Regions from separate parts of the Mus musculus genome. Here region 2 is linked to region 1. A link is a contact called in public Hi-C data. All regions are on one chromosome and are shown on one strand. The core of a region is the stretch at or near the end of the contact, and the rest is flanking DNA. Distances in the headings are between cores, read along the strand shown. Region 1 overlaps Gm13481 (predicted gene 13481). Region 2 overlaps Acvr2a (activin receptor IIA).

What was found. Hi-C and Micro-C count contacts between places; a contact is called where the count stands out from the background.
Region 2: a Hi-C map of epidermal suprabasal cells shows a contact between it and region 1, with 3 times the contacts expected there. The contact joins two enhancer-like sites. A contact is called at or near these places in 3 of 484 Hi-C or Micro-C datasets (adipose-derived mesenchymal stem cells, epidermal suprabasal cells and liver).

Annotation. Positions count from the first base shown.
Region 1 is chr2:48,080,181-48,084,963 of GRCm38.p6, reverse strand. All of the region lies in intron 4 of Gm13481 (predicted gene 13481), which reads left to right. Among named protein-coding and RNA genes, the nearest start is that of Gm52576, 250 kb to the right of the region's middle. Within about 2 kb of position 2,388, at least 18 of the 459 cell types and tissues checked have an H3K27ac peak or open chromatin away from gene starts, as enhancers often do. A contact at or near this core is called in epidermal suprabasal cells, where this site is marked.
Region 2 is chr2:48,876,331-48,880,950 of GRCm38.p6, reverse strand. All of the region lies in intron 4 of Acvr2a (activin receptor IIA), which reads right to left. Among named protein-coding and RNA genes, the nearest start is that of Acvr2a, 65 kb to the right of the region's middle. Within about 2 kb of position 3,265, at least 1 of the 459 cell types and tissues checked has an H3K27ac peak or open chromatin away from gene starts, as enhancers often do. A contact at or near this core is called in epidermal suprabasal cells, where this site is marked.

The DNA of each region.
Region 1 (4,783 bases), core at 1,139-3,638:
GAATTCCTGCCTATTCACCCAGTGATTGGCTCCTTTATTCATTAGGCAATTGATTCACAAGAAGCCACCTGTTTGTCTGACCTTGATCACTTTTAGATTATTTATTAGCTTTTTCTTATGGTATATTTTTAAGTGTAGAACTTGGATGCAAGTTTTTTAATTTACTGAGCATACTATCAACCACAGGGCACTTCACTACATTTTCTCTTCTTTGATGAAGAATTTGAAGACCAACTCAGAAGAGTAAGTTGATTCTTGTAAAGGGCTATAGGGAACCAGAGATGCAGAATGGAGTTAGAGTCCAGTTCTAAGTCATCTCTGAATAGTCTCTAAAGCAGCTTGCACATAATGCAATATGAGTACATGTGATTTCAAAAGTACTATCCCTAAACAATCCCCAGAAACAATTTATGTGTGTATAAAATTGTGGGTTTTTTTTAAGTCTCATTATATAGCCCAGGCTAGACTGAAATGTGTAGCTCTCATGTGCCAGCACCCTGAATGCTGAGATGATGAATATGTGCCACTGGCCTGGCAAGTGAAGACAAATGTACAAATTTAGAGAGAGGTATAGAGTGCATTTGATATTAGCTTCTGAAAGGAAGGATGTTGAGATTGGAAAACATTTTAGTTGGAGATTTTCTCCGTTCCTGTTTATGTGGTTTTATAGAATAATTTAAAATTTGAAATGTGACTGAGTTTTACATTTGCAAACATCATTTTCAGGTAGATTCATCCATTCTACTCCTTTATTAAAGGGAACTGAGACCTCAGTAAGCACAGGCAAAGGGGCTTGAAAGGAACAATGATGAAGAAGCTAAGATGTCCAATGAGGCCCAGCAGCTAACCAGACATGCACCCCAAGTTCAGTCTGAAGATGAGACTTTAAATTTTTCTTAGTTTGAGTTTTATTCATGTGAAGAGACACCATGACAATATTTAAGTGGAGCTGGTTGCCATGTTCAGAGATTCAGTTTATTTCCATCAAGACAGAAAGCTTGGCATGGTGCTTGTGGAGCTGTGTTCTATATCTTGATCCGACTGTATCCAGGAGAAGTCTGACATCCAGGCAGCTAGGAGGAGGATCCAAAAGCTCACCCCCACAGAGACACACTTCCTCCAATAAGGCCATACCTACTTCAACAAGGCCAAACCTCCTCATAGTGCCATTCCCTGGGGCAAACCACCACAGAATTCAAGAACTTGAGATTTCAGCAATTTCATGCAGTAATCAATATGAAAAACTCATAGCCACAATTTCTAGAAGCCTTCCATTTCCATACAACTAGCCTTCTATGTTTGACCTACTAGGTAATCACAATTCCCCCCTACACACACACACACACACACACACACACACACACACACACACACACATACTTTTCTTACCCCTACACACACACACACACACACACACACACACACACACACTTTTCTTAGTCATATTTGTAAATTGGGAAAGGCAATTGAATTTGACTCCACAGTGTCACACCTTAAAATCATTCTATTTTCCACTCTAGATAAGCTATGATATTACCTATTGTTTCCTCTCCCCGAGTCCCAGTACAATAAGTCATTTCTAAAACGGTGGACCTGTACTGTAAGTCATGTTGATGTGGCCTGAAAGGGAGGAAATTGACTAATTCTTGCTTTGGACAAAATCAATCTTTTCTTCTCTGACTTATCCCTGAAGTAGATAATATTTCTGTATCTATGTTCAGTTATTATTTATAAGACTGTGGCTATTTCTCAGCTAGGGTGCCTTTTGACTAATATTCATTGTGTATTATCAAGGTTAGCTGTATGTAAGTTTTTTTTTTCCATTACTAGATTGCAAACTTAAAACAAGATTGTGATTGCTTTGTATGTTTTCCTAATATCTAGGAGGGCCTCCTGCTGTCATCACTTGAGTACATGGATGGCCTATACAATAAGGGTATTTTCAGGATCTGTTAAAACCATGTTTTTCTGGGTAAAAGAGTTCACATTCCTTCTGGTAGTGCTTGGTAACTGACTCTGGTGTTTTATTCATGATTTGACAAAGCAATCCAGGGCTTACAGGTCTTTAAAGTATTGTTCAGATATTTCTGGGAATCTTGGAAAAATGATTATGAAAGAATCCCAGTGGTTACTGAGGTGTGGCTGAGCAAAGCTTACTGGGGTAGAAGGCTGGGCAACTGGTTAGAAATAGTTGTATAATATGAATGACAACTCATCCATTTGGAAATGCATAAAGAAGGCTATGCTGATAGTATCTATTTTTATCTCTGATCTAGAAAGCTCAGAAACAGCTGTCAAACCCTGCTTGGGACACATTCATATCCTGCCTGTGATATGAATCTTAAGGGGGTGATACCCACACAAGCAGGACATTGTTCCAAACAGCAGAGTAAGCTTGCCATTGCCTTGGGCTTTCATACTTGTTCTGACTGCTGTGTTAGTGACACTGGAGTCATCTTAGAGGGCATTTTTTTCTCTACATAGTTTTCAGGATTCTTTGAATTGCCACCTATGAATATTAAAGTTTTCCCACGGTACCTATCCTGGGAAAATATTATTCAGGGCACATTTGAGTGGGAGGTATGACGTCAATATAAAGTCCCTGACCGCCCAAAGGTCAGACTCCCCTTTGTCTCAAAGACTGGGTTGTGCTGAGCTAGTCCATTGGCCTATTTGGAAATGTGTCAATGGGAGGACTGGACACAGAGCCTACATCTGTTTTAGTCAGAGTCACATAAAGGCAGCTCACAGTTTAAGGCAATGACATTTTAGGAAGGGTTTCAATTCTACATAGTTGTGTTTTCTTTTGGAGTCTTTTTATCCCATGTGAGATGTGGTAGTAAAATGAGGTGATTATTTTTTTTATAGATTGTGTGCAATTACTGGCAAATCATTGTGAGTGGATACAATGACATAGATATTTTAAAAGAGACATTCAAGACCTCCTTGCCTGAATAATCTAGAACAATAAAGCAAAGGAACTGAACTTGATATCAACTATTATTTATTTCTTAATAGCTTTGTGGATAAGTGGAATCCGTTTCAATGTCATAAAAAATTGTATTTGAATCCAAGACTCAATACACACTAGCTGTGGGGTCTTGGCTGAATTAGTTCCTGAAGAGCCTGCATTTGCTAACATATAAAAAAGATGGTAAAATAGCCCTGACATTTTTTTGAGGTGATTAGCTGCACAAAAATAAAACTGACAACAGAAATCATTCTGATGAGCGGCCAGTACATAGGAGTATGTGATACAGTTCCAGTTGAGCATATCAACTTACTTGGCAACTGGTTGCCTTCTTTCTCAATAGCATCCAAGGTTTTATACAACATTTGTTTTGTGGGAACCTTCAGAAAAACAATGAGCTAGGGTTTACTCCCTAGCTAATACTGAACACCAGCATTAGAGAGTGATCTAAAGGGCTAGAAAGATTTATTGGTGTGTCGTGTTTGAACCCATGATGCCTGGTGCCTGTGTCTCATTGGAAAATGTGTATTTGCCCACTCTTCTTGCTTCAAATTTGTTTGAATGCTTTAACAGCTACACTCACAAATGTCTGTCATGCTTAGAACAACACGTAGCTACATGCCCAGTGTGCCACTATAAAGAACTTTCTCTACATTTGAGATTGTCTTAAGTTGCTTTCAGTGTTTATTGTCTTTGGTGTCATGACTCACTCATCAGGTCTGTGAAGTCCTGGCTACTGTATCTTTGTTTCTAAATTGTGAAATGCAATTGGCCAATTTTAAGAACCAATCTAACTATTTCTAAAGCTCAACTAAGCTACCAACCTTCACTTTCTATATTTTCCAATATGCAACTTAAAAGTTTTAGTTATGAAGTGATGCATCTTACTAAACAACTTGAAATAATGTATGGTACAGTCGAGTGCCAGACCACTTCCTGAGACATCACATAGAAAACACACACAAACATACACACACACACACACACACACACACACACACACACACACACACACACTACACACAGAGAAAAGATTATGAGAAGTTCCTAAAACATCACAAGGTCTAAAGAACTATTCATTGTTACTTTTTTGAAGCAGAGTATATGTTCTGATTATTTGTTTTTCTGGGGAAGTGCAACAGTAGTAACTGTCTTTGTAGTATTAATTACAAGTAGGGTAGGCTGATGCTTCATTCTGCTACTAAGCAGGACAGAAAAACATTGACTAACAACTGCAGAGCTGAGAATAGAGGAGAAGTATCTCATATTCAAGGCTGTTTATTTGTGGAGTATAAGGTAACACCATGTATGAAATAGAAGTCATTGGAGGGCTAAAACATATGGGTGTCAGAGTCACAAAAATAAATGCAGCATGATACAAAAGACTGGTGTGAGATAAGTCATGAAGTTGACAGAATAGTAACACACAAAATCAGAGGGCACATGACACTAAGTACAGAAGCCAGATCTAGTAGAATTTATAATGTGTTGTGAGTGGCCTGGCAGCACTGTAAGGAATAGAGGCTGAGTACCCTTAAGTTAGACTTACTATTCCTTTGCTTGGTGGAACACCAAGGCATTGCTGCATGTATTCTTGAGATTCAGAGCAGTTTTCCTTGGCATTCCCATAGCCCATGTTGGTCTATGATTTCTTCAAATGGCATCCTAGAGAAATTTGCATCCCATCATCTGTGTTAAGTCCACGTGGCACGCTTTAACAAAACACTACCAACTGAGTAAGTTACAAAGAACAGAAACTTACTCTGACAGCTTTAGAGACCACAGAGTCCAGAGTCAATGCAGCTACAGAGT
Region 2 (4,620 bases), core at 2,016-4,515, 800 kb before region 1:
GCTATCCCACAGTCATATCTCTGACCCATAATTGTTCCTGTCTGAAAGAATTACAGGGATGGAAATGGAGAGGAGCCTGAGGAAAAGAAGGTCCTGTAACAGGCCCAAAGTGGGATCCAACTCAAGGGGAGGTCCCAAGGCCTGACACTATTACTCAGGCTATGGAGTGCTAACAAAAATGGACCTAGCATGACTGTACTCTGGAAGACCCAACAAGCAGCCCTGAAAGAGTCAGATATTTGTACCCAACCAATGGACAGAAGCAGCTGACCCCTGTTGTTGAATTGGGGAAGGCTGAAAGAAGCTGAGGAGAAGGGCGATCATGTAGGAGGACCAGCAGCCTTAATTAATCTGGACCCTGGAGATCTCTCAAACACTGGACCACCAAACAGATAGCAATTACCCACTGATATGAGGCCCCTAACACACATACAGTAGAGGACTGCCGGGTCTGTGTTCATTCAGAGATGATGTATCTAACCCTCAAGAGACTGGAGGCCCCAGGGAGTTTAGAGGTCAGGTGTGGTTAGGGGTTGGGGGCATCCTCGTGGAGATGGGATGGGGTGAAGAGGAGGTGTGGGATGTGGAGTAGTTGGAAGGTGGATGGGGGGAATGGACTATGGAATGTAAAAAAATAAACTTTAAAAAAAGGATAATAGTATATTTAATAGTTCATAAGAAAAAATGCATAAACTAAAACAGATGAGGCTAGAGAAAGGTATTCCAGGATGTACACCAATCTTAAAATTACTTACAGAAAGTGATAAAAGAAATGCAAATGATTTCTTTCCCTTTTTGCTACAATTCATTCTAAATCATTTGTCTCCATAAATCAAACAAAGTCTTGTTTCAAGCAGAAGAAAAACAACATGTATTAATAAACTGTAGGCATTAAGCCGCCAACTTACTTCTATAACAGCTTCTTCCCAGATTTAAACATTTCATCCTTCAGGATAATGCCTTAAAACAAGAAAGTAAACAACTCAAAACAGTTCCAGGAAATACCTGAAACTGACCAGATTCACTAGGCCCCTCTCTCTGCCACAAAAGCTGAGTCCCTCTCAGACCTAATAGGCTAAGCTGTAAAGAAGACTCAGAAGGGCAAAAGATGAAATGAACACTCTGAGCCCAGACCAGCTACCTAGAAGAAGTGGCGATCAATGGAGCTGTCTAAAAGAGGTTTAGACCAGAGTCACCTATAAAGGACACTCTCCAACCTGTTGGGCTACCTGCAGGTTATGCAAAGCACTCCAGGTTCTCAGTTGTTGTGAGCGGTCACCCATACTCGATGGGCTTTGATAATGTAGCTGTCCTTGAATCATATTTGTTCCTGAAAGTGACACATTGATTGTAACCCCAATCAAACTCATGGTTCACTAAGTTCGACTTTGATGGTATTTGTTACTTTGGTCTGTTGTGGAATTCCTAGGGTAAACAGATATGTGTATTGCATCTGCACAGGAAAAAGTTTGTTACACAATAGTAATTCAAAATGGATCCAATCTGGAAACCTCCTTCATGTGGTCCAGCTTCCATGGTTCTAGAAAATCCTATGCGCGCTGCCAAGGGAGGGAAGTAATTTAAAACCCTGCCCAGTTGTGACACCTCTGAACCATAATACTAACCAGCACGATGAAATGTCCATCAAGATGCAGTGAATGTAACCAACAGCATCTGACTGCACTAAAGGTCCACTCAACAGGAGGAAAAGAATGCCTGGTACCGGAAACATAGCCAGATTCCCAGGGCTAATGAGGTCATGGACCTTAGAAAAGAATCTAATACCACGATTTTGCTAGGTCTGCATAGTTCTTTACTATCAAATGGAGACAATCACAGAAAACCACAACTGGACACAACACAAGCAGAGATTAACCGAGTGTGGAAGCCAAGCCTCATATGCACATCTACATTGCTGCTTCTGTATCTATGGCTCAGAGAATACTGCACAAGACAGGCTGGGAAAATTTTAAGAGCTAGAGGACTAGGAAGCCTGTAGTAAAAGTCTTCCCTAAAAATGACTGCATAGAGGATGGCCTAGTCAGCCATCAATGGGAGGAGAGGCCCTTAGTCATGCGAAGATCATATGCCCCAGTACAGGGGAATGCCAGGGCCAGGAAGCAGGAGTGGGTGGGTTGGGGAGCAGGGTGAGGGGAGGGTATAGGGGGCTTTCTGGATAGTATTTGACATGTAATGAAGAAAATATCTAATAAAGAAAAATTAACCAAAAAAAAAAAAAGAAAAAAGAAAAAAGAAATGACGGCATAAACAGGTATTATCACCAAAAAAGAGAAATCTCATAGGATTTTACCCCTAGGTAAAGAACCAGGAAATTAATAGGCAGAGAAAGGGGAAAACTATCTAAGAAAGGAATCTGAAACCATACACACAAACAACAAATTCCGACTCAGCAGGTTGTATCTTTACATTTATGCATACATACAGGTAACCAAAGCACTCAGAGGAAACAAAGCTGTGGATGTGAGAGGGAGGCAGGGAGACATGGAGGAACTGGAGGACGGTAACCTGGGGAAAGGGAAGATGTAGTTATATTTTAAGTACGGATGAATTTTAAAAGGTATGCTTCTATAAATGCTAAACATTATCAATAACATTTAGTAAGTTTCCCCTACATCTTTCCTAAGAAAGAAAGGAGCACATTTTCCTAAGCTGGCTTCAATATTATCCTACAACTTGGTTTCTCACTACTTTTCCATAGATATGTATATAAGTTCACAATCAAGAAGAAAACTCTACAAAGCATTTTCAGAGATGATTTGGTTTCTCAGAGGGTAGTAATTTGGCACAGCATGAAATGTCATCCTATTACTGCTTAAATATTAAGGTCAATGGTTACTTTGCATGCTCAACTTGGGGATCCCCAACATATGAAAGCCCTTACTCCATCTCAAACCAACAACCAGACAAAATTTCATAAGGACTAAGGAAGTAGATGTCACTTTAAAAAGAACAATGTTGCAATACTAAAGTGCTAGATATACAGCCTTTTGAAATGAACAAAAAGCTAACTTTGTATCTTATTTAAGGTAAGCAATTTCTAGACTCTAATCTTTACCTTACCAAGCGGCAGGTATTCTCAGCATGAACACAGATCTTATAAACAGGAAACTTAAGTTCACAAACAGTTTTACTGAAACCACATTAACTCTTTACGACAATAAGGCTTAATAAGAGAGTCAGTCCGTCAATTCCCTCATACTCATGACTCACCATCACCAGAAAAACCAGTTTGCATTCAATTTACTCCCTGTGGATGAGCTTCTTCCTATGTGTGGAAAGAGCTCCAGCAGAAGCAAAAGAAAAGTGGCCTATATAGTACAAAGCGAGAGGCTGCTTCTTGACTCGGGAACCATGTCTCTGTCTTATAGAAGCTAGGACTACTTCAACTTATTGTACATCCTCCAAAACTACAGTTCTGTCTCAAGGCAAGGTTCTAAAAGTATCTGGATGTTTATTACAGGAATTCCTACGATTGATCTTATCATCTCAAGGAGACTCGACAGAAAAACTCAACATTGCGTTCAGTACTTGCAGGGTGGTCATCCCTCACCAACACTATAAACACAGCAGTTACATACTTTGTCTTCAAGAAGCTTAGGAATAATGAAATATGATACAATATTTATACAGATTATTCTGAGTTTTCTCTCCTGGGATTATTTATCGGAATCAAAGAGGGAAGAATATAACTCTAGATGTGTATACTAGATGGTTTTGGGTATAGCATGGAGAAAAAACATGAGAAGATGATGTACAGTGGACCACATATGATAGGGTACAAAGCAGTAAGAGCCCTTGAGTACTTTTGATCACAGAAGAACATAATCTAACATGTAAAGTACTATTGTAGCAATAGCAGAGGGGAAGAACATGAAAGCAGGAAGACGAGCTGTAAGGTTACAGAGACGTCCATAACCTGCAGGGCAGCACACTCTGAACAGCACACCATCAAGGTAAAAGGTGGATGGGGTCTGCGAGAGCTTAGAGCATTACCTCTCCAGCTTCCATCAGAGACGACTGTGAAAGCAGTGACACCATGAAACAACGGTGAGTTAGAAACAGACGTCAGTAGCTTCAATTACTAATCACATGGAGGCATGCCTTGTTTGCATCCTTAATCATGCTAAATTATTTTACAGTGAATGGTTTGTTTCTTATAAAGAACCATAATTTTAAAGAAACAGATTTTAAATTATGTATGTCCTATTATCACTGACGATAATACTAATAAAAATACTCTAAATAAATGATGTCTTTGTTATAATGACTCCCATTACTTAACTGACATAGCCAACTTATTGATATTGTTAAGGTCAAGTCCTTACAAGATAGCAGTTATACATAAACCAGCCATTAGCTAAAGATATGAAAGTTTCTCTAAGCAGTAAAAAGTACTATGCCATTTTCCTAAAGAACTTAAAACAAGGTGCAAAGAAAATGTTCTTGGCAAGAATGCAAGATCTCTTCCTAACAGGTCTGTTAACTGTTGGAAGGTGGGCACCTAGCAGGTAAAGTACAGGCATGTCCACAAGACTTTAAGTGTGCAGTATACCTCACCTACCCACTCATTACTACTCCCAAACACTTTAAACAATGAGT